2 separate regions of the Sus scrofa genome follow, and region 1 is linked to region 2. A link is a contact called in public HiChIP or PLAC-seq data. All regions are on one chromosome and are shown on one strand. The core of a region is the stretch at or near the end of the contact, and the rest is flanking DNA. Distances in the headings are between cores, read along the strand shown. Region 1 holds the start of ING4 (inhibitor of growth protein 4). Region 2 holds the start of CDCA3 (cell division cycle-associated protein 3).

The links. HiChIP or PLAC-seq counts read pairs in DNA pulled down with a chosen protein or histone mark.
Region 1: a contact with region 2 is called in an H3K27ac HiChIP or PLAC-seq map of alveolar macrophages. The contact joins the promoter of ING4 here to the promoter of CDCA3 in region 2. A contact is called at or near these places in 2 of 5 promoter capture datasets (fetal liver and fetal skeletal muscle) and 1 of 2 datasets of contacts at active chromatin or transcription factors (alveolar macrophages).

The regions. Positions count from the first base shown.
Region 1 is chr5:64,026,260-64,029,788 of Sscrofa11.1, forward strand. ING4 (inhibitor of growth protein 4) reads left to right here and starts at 1,530. Exons shown (of 8, transcript XM_021092419.1): 1 at 1,530-1,673. The coding sequence starts at 1,637.
Region 2 is chr5:63,856,920-63,860,238 of Sscrofa11.1, forward strand. It overlaps CDCA3 (cell division cycle-associated protein 3), which reads left to right and starts at 1,986. Exons shown (of 6, transcript XM_013987400.2): 1 at 1,986-2,690; 2 at 2,903-3,077. The coding sequence starts at 2,958. USP5 (ubiquitin carboxyl-terminal hydrolase 5) reads right to left here and starts at 1,916. Exons shown (of 20, transcript XM_001925784.6): 1 at 1,645-1,916. The coding sequence starts at 1,755.

The sequences.
Region 1 (3,529 bases), core at 280-2,779, 170 kb after region 2:
AGTGCTGAGGAATAGAGTGTGGTCGGGAACCTGGACTTCAGCCCTGATCTCCCAGCAACCAGTGTTGGCCGAGATGCTTCTGCAGCTGTTAAATGAAGGGATTGGGCTAGATCACCTCCAAGATTCCTTTTTGAGAATTAAAAATCTTTAAGCACTGAGAAAGTTGTGGCAAAGTTCCCGCATCTGACAACGTGGCTATCCTCTGTGGGACTGCCGGGCCTCTGCTCATTACCTGGCTGCATGCGGGTAGGCAATGAAATAATACCTCTTAATTTAGGGCCTGGGCTCTTGTGTGGGCGTCCAAGATGGTCCCACTCTGTGGTGTGACACTAATGAATGTATCACAAGTGACCAAACATGCAGTGTTAGCTTCCTGAATATTTACTGCTTTTAACCCTTGTTCTCACCAACAGTCAAATTGGCACTGATAGCCCTAACTTCATCGCAGGTATTACAAACAATCTCCTCTTTTTAAGGTTACACTCACACTCAGAGTAACAACCAATGAGGTAGGTAGTGTGAGGTAGTCATTTTATAGAGATGCGCACAGATTAAATTACCCAAGGGCCTGCTGCTTGCACTTAAGAGAGAAATCTTGTAGATTTCATTGCTGTTATCTTACCACCTGGTCAGCAGTAAGTCTGGGATTTCACCTTGCCTCTTTTTTATATATTTGATCTAAATGATGAGGCTGAAAGTGTTTGACAACCTGCCACTTCACATTGCTAATTATCAAGAAGGTGTGAATTGGGAGCGACAGCGATCTCCAAAGCACTGTCTTACTAACACTCCGGTTCCGGTTCCCAAGTGTGGTGCCAGCCTGTCATGCACTTGGTGGCTTTTCATCCTGACGAAGAAGCATTAGCTGTCGCTGTGCCGTAGCGGACCAGGGTGATAGCTGACATCCACCTGGCCCAACTGTGACAGCTGCGTGCCCCAATCCTTTCAGAATCATGGGGCTGGTTAACATCCTATAAACCCGAATAAAAAGGGAGACCAAAACAGGGGGGCAAGGCCAGAAGTACTATGTCACTTTACGAGTGAGGAGTGTGACAGGTGAGGAACCCTGACATAACACGTGGAGTCCTAGCTTTATTGTGTGAGTAGCTCAGAGGTTATAGATAGTGAGTTGTTTCCACGTTAAAAAATAACCTTAGGGAGCTGCTGTTTGAGCGAGTCAACAGAAGTGCGGAGGGTTTAAATCTTGCCCCGCCGGGGGCGCCTCCCTAACTCCCTAAGAAACTAGCGACTTGGGAGAAGGCACCTGCGCAGGTCACATCCCAAGAGACACAAAAATTCTCCGGCTGCTGAAACGGGCTATTTGCGGACTAAAAGCCTGATGAAAAAAGCTTCCTCGCCCTCACGCCTGCACGTCCCCCGCCTGGAGGGAAAGGAAGTGCAAGTGAAAATGCAAAATGGCGCCCCCGGCCGCCGCCGGCCCCAAGCAACGCCGGCCGGCAAAAGACGAGGGTCGGCGGTCGGGCGCTCGGCGGACGCGGCCAGACGGGCGCTGTAGTGAGGCCGGAAGTTCCCCTTGTGAGGGCGGAAGGACTCCAGGCCGAGAAGGACAGCTTCGAGACCTGTCGCCTTCAGTCACTTCCGGGGCGGAGCGGAAGTTGCTTTGTTTTGCTTCAAGATGGCTGCGGGGATGTATTTGGAACATTATCTGGACAGTAAGAGCAGACTGAAGGAGGGGGTCAGGGGTCACAGGGGGGTGGGGGTGTCGGAGCTGAGAAGCTCTACGGCCCCGAAGTCCGGGTGGTCAGAAGGTCACGATTGTAAAGGGTTGCATGAGAGGAAATAGTGGAGGGTGTGTAGAAGGAGGGGGCGGGGCAGCGGGGCCGAGGCCTCGCTCTGGGGTGTAGACGGGGGAGGGGCTGCGCGGTGGGGCTGGGGGACGTCTCTTGAAGGGCGGGTGGGCCTAGTCGGGAAGATCCCTGCTGCCCCATCTTCAGAGTCTCCGGCCTCAGGATATACGTTTTCCTCAAAATCATTCGGAAATTAGTCATTTTAGTATATCGCCCACTGCCTTTTGGAACAGCGACAAAGACCTGTTCGCGGCTCCTTCGCCCAGTTTTTTCGCAGAAGTGGCTTCTCCTGGGGATGGGAGGGTAACGAGTGACCACTGTCATATGATGAACTGGAAGTCTGCTCTTGGAGTAAAGATCCCGTTCCCATCCAGTGGAAATCTGGCGTTATGTTGATGCCATTTGTGTAAACCACTCCTCCACAGAGCCTGTCATCCACTAAGCGCTTACATTTGCCTTGGTGTTGAGAGTCATTCATTCATTCTTTTATTGAGGTCCTGCTATGGCTCAGATATAATGGCAGGTACTGGAGATATACAAGAATGAGTAAAACACAACCCCTGTCAAGTGGTCATAGACTAGTAGGACACAGATTCTGTTAATAAATAATTGTAAAACAGTGAGACAGGTAAAATAATAGAAATATATTAAAAGTTGCTAACTCTGGAGAAAAAAAGAGCTAATTACCTGGGGATGTAGGTAAAGCTTTGTAGAGGATGTGATGTTTGAGTAGAATCTTGAAGGCTGAGTGTTTATTTGCCAGTTGGAGAGGGAATCGCAGGTTGGGGAAAGCAGCAGCTAAGGTGTTACGGGTTTGTGGCAAGGTTAGGCAAAAGTGAGGCCAAAGTATTTGATATACAGGACCCTAAGTTGTAAGATTGGGAAATAAGACTGGAGAAGGGGGCTGGGGCCAGGTTGTGCAAGGTCTTTTAAGCCAAGCCAAGAAGCTTGCAGTTTAGTGAGGAACCAACAGATTTTCTGAATAGTGATTATTTATTTATTTATGTTTTGGTCTTTTTCCAGGGCCTCACCCATGGCATATGGGGGTTCCATATGATTAGAGCTGTAGCCACCGGCCTCCGCCACAGCCACAGCAACGCAGGATCTGAGCCGCGTCTGCAACCTACGCCACAGCTCACGGCAACGCTGGATCCTTAACCCACTGAGCGGGGCCAGGGATCGAACCTGCAAACTCATTGTTCCTGGTCGGATTCGTTAACCACTGCACCACGACGGGAACTCCTGAATAGTGATTTTTTAATAAAGGAAAATAACTGATATATGATAACTTAGAGCATAATAACATTGGTAATGTAGAGATCGGTTAGTGGTAACAACCCTGGTCAGAGATAAGGATCCGATCCGAGAGAGTGACAGAGTATTTGCGCATTAACTATAACAGGACTGACTGAATGACTGAGTGGTTGAGAGAAAATGAAAAATCTAAGGCGACTTCTCGATTTCCTGTTTGGGAAATGAGGTAGACATTATATTACCAACAAGATAAGAAATTCAGGAGTAGCAACCTAAAGCACAGGAATGTAAGAGTAAATGAGATGGGTATCATTCAGGGAAAGCAAGTGAGAAAACTAGAGAATTAAGTACAAGTTCAAAAAAAATTAATATTTAAGAGACAGGCTAAGGAAGTGTGATGGAATTATCAGAAAGTATATGATGGGATTTGGACTCCCAAGAGGAAGAAAGTTACTTGGAGCGAGAAC
Region 2 (3,319 bases), core at 736-3,235:
GATTGCTCTGTACCACTCCCTAGAAGAGCATGGATTACAGCGTTCATGAATAAACTGAGCATTCTTATCAGGGAGGTCAAATAAGCTCTCTTTCTACCAAGAACCCAATTTGAAGATAATCAAATATGTCAGAAGTTGGCCAGCAAAGCCAACGAATGGAGCTCTCTTGACTTGGGGTGAGAGAAGGAAAGTGTAAAGATTACGAAACCTCCTTTGGATGATTCAAACCATTACTAGGGAGACAGGAGTGTCAAGAGGGAGCCACTGCAGGTAAGTGAAAGAAGGGAGACTTCTACCATCTGTTGATAATTAATTAAAAAAACAACTCTTTTCCTTCCTGAGAAAGACAGTGCTTCACCAGGCCATGCACATGATAAACTGGGAGGCGGGTGGGAGCTATGCAGTGATTAAACTTCTCTGCTGGAAATAAAAGATGCTGATTCCACCAAGGATTGGGAACCCTGGAGCTCTGCTCTGAGCAGTCCTCTTTTAGCTCTGCCAGAGCCAGACTTCAGAGAAGCAGCACATTGTCTGAGGCCCAGATCAAAGCCCAGCAAACCAAGCAACCCACAAATCACAGTGATGATCCTGAACTGGGCCTTAGGTCACGCTGCTCTGCTCAGCACTGGCGATGTATTAACGAAGCCTTTCCACTCTGACTTGCAGTTTTCCAGGCCATGAGCTGGTCTGGCTGAACACCCTGGGCAGGGCCCAGCAGCGGCTTGAGGGAGGGGTGGTGAGGGGGGCGGATCCCAATCGGACTCCTACCCAGCTGGCGGCCCAAGGGTGACACAGGAAGGCAGAACTGCAGGAAGGGAGGTACTGGGTGGAGCCTGCAAAACGTAAAGCATGGTGTGGGTGGCTGCTTTGTCTAACTAGTCAAGAGTGGGAGCAGGATGGGAAAGGGGCCTTAGTATCTCCCACGAAAGAAACCATCTCTCTGGGAATACTTTCAAAGGGGTTCCCTCCGCTCTATGTGATGGGCAGGGGAAAGGGGCGGGGTGGGCCGTGGCCATAATTCACCTCCAAGGAGAAACGACTAGAGCTTTCCTCTCCTCTTTCCTCCCCTCCGTACCACCAATGACCCACCTCCCCGCCCTCTGTCCGTATTAACCATGGGTGGAGGCTCTCTAACTCGGCCTTTCTCAAAACAAGCCTTCTTCATGGCCACTTCTAAACTACCAGACGCCTGGGAGCTGCAGTCCCCCCCCTCATACCCCAACCCGGGCCCAAAACAGCGGGGGGTCGCCCCATCCCTCCTAAACGAGACTACAAAATCCAGAGAGCCATGCGCGACGGGCAAGGCCAACTCCCAGGCTTTCCGCAGGAGTCCACGTGGGAGATGTAGTCCGCCGACCGGGTGGCGCCTTTAGCTTAGAATGACAATGACGGGAGTGAGGGACTACAATACCCACAGTGCTCCCCGAGACCGGGGGCGGATGAAGCGGGCGCGGTGGCTTCCGGGGATAGTAGTCACACGACAGCTCCCGCGAATCCAAAGCAACGGCAAGAGTAGCGTGAGAGACTACAAGTCCCAGGGTGCACCGCAGGGAGGCGGTGGTCCAAGCCTTGCAGGCCCCGGCAGAATGACCAGGGCAATGGAGGGGAAGTCGTGCTCGCTGCGGGCGTGGGGAATGGGCTTACCGGTGTGTCGAAGGAGAAGGCGCATTCGTCTTTGTGGACCCGGTCTCCAGCCTTGGGGACCCGGATCGTCGGTAATACTGACAGCAGCGCCTCCTCACTCAGCTCCGCCATGACACCGGCAGCAGCTCCTCCACACACCGCGGCTCCCACTTCTAGTCCCCCACCCCCTACCCCTCCGTCCAATGAGCACTACTCGTTAGGTGCATGCGCTGAAGGGAGGACGCGCGAGAATGGCAGTTGGACGGAGCCTGCCGGCTAGTGCTCCGCCCTCTGCCCGCCTCTCGACTAAAGCCAATGAAAAGCGCTTCTAATGCAATCGTTGGTCGAAAGAGCCAATCCCACACCTCCAAGGGCAGAGCGCATGTAGAGCAGCGAGGTGGGCTCCGGAGTTTTGGCTGCTGGGATTCTGGGACTTTGCGTGCCTTCTTTTGAAGAGCAGAAACTGACAGTTGTTTAAACCCGTCCATTCCAGAAACCTTCTTTTGGATTTGTCCAATTCGAAAATAGACGAGCAGACAAGTATTCTTGGTATTTGAAAGGGGGCTGTCCAATGAGGCGGGGTTTGGGGATTAGTGCCGAGTGATTGCTAACTCTGCGGACCAATAAGGATTACTATCTTTAGGGCCTCAGAAAAATCTTCATAACTCCGTCTCCGACTGGATTATAACTGTAATAATTCCTGATCCTATTTTTTAATAAAATCATTTGATTTTGAAACTGGAGGTCTCAAAAGCGAAGACTGGCATTCCTCAAAATCTCACTACGGACTACTCGCAGCCCGATAAGGAACAAAAGTCCCCTTATCAAAGAGGCGTCACCCCTGGGTTGGGCCAGCCGCGGTCCCTCGGCCCCACGGTCTCTATGATAGACGTCCTCCCTACCCAATGGCTTCCTTCCCTGGAGGCGGGCCTCACATAGCGGACCTATAGGAGCCTGCGTCGGCTCAGCCAATAGGCTCAGGGTAGGGGCGTGGCGGGAAGTTTGAAACTCAGCTTCGGGAGTTGAGGATCAAGCTGCTTTGCACCCAAAGGTGGATTTGGGGCCTGGTAAGTGATTTGAATAAATTAGTGAAGAAGTTAGAGGGTCCAGCAGACTCGGAGACGCTGCCTTGTCAGCTTTATCAGCCGTTATCCCCGCAGGGACCTCTGGCCTGGCTACCAGACTGTTCCTCAGCGGGGAATGGGGAAGATCCGGTGGTCTGGGGTCAAAAGTCGAACGTGGTCGCAGTAAGGGCTAAGACCTGAGTCACTTCTCACAGGCATCCCCTCTTCGCCCGGGGCGGGCTCTGCCCCATCCTATTTCTCCTGCTTGAGATGGGCTCAGCCAAGAGCGTCCCAGTCACTCCAGCGCGGCCTCCGCCGCACAACAAGCTTCTGGCTCGAGTAGCGGACCCCCGTTCACCCAGCGCCGGCATCCAACGCACTCCCATCCAGGTACCCTGGGCCAGGGCGGGGGAGGCCGCGAAACTGAATTATTGGGCCTCTGCCTAACCTGATTTTGGAAGAGCTCTTACTCCCCCAACCCCCGCCACCTCCCTCTGAGGCCTTATTTTCCCTCATTCTCAATCTGGATGAAGTAGGTTGAGTGTCTGATGCCCTTGGCCAGTTCCCACCTGGAGTGTCAGCTGAGGCTAGAGATCTGGGAGAGAAGAGTCAGGGCTCAGACTTATTCTAGC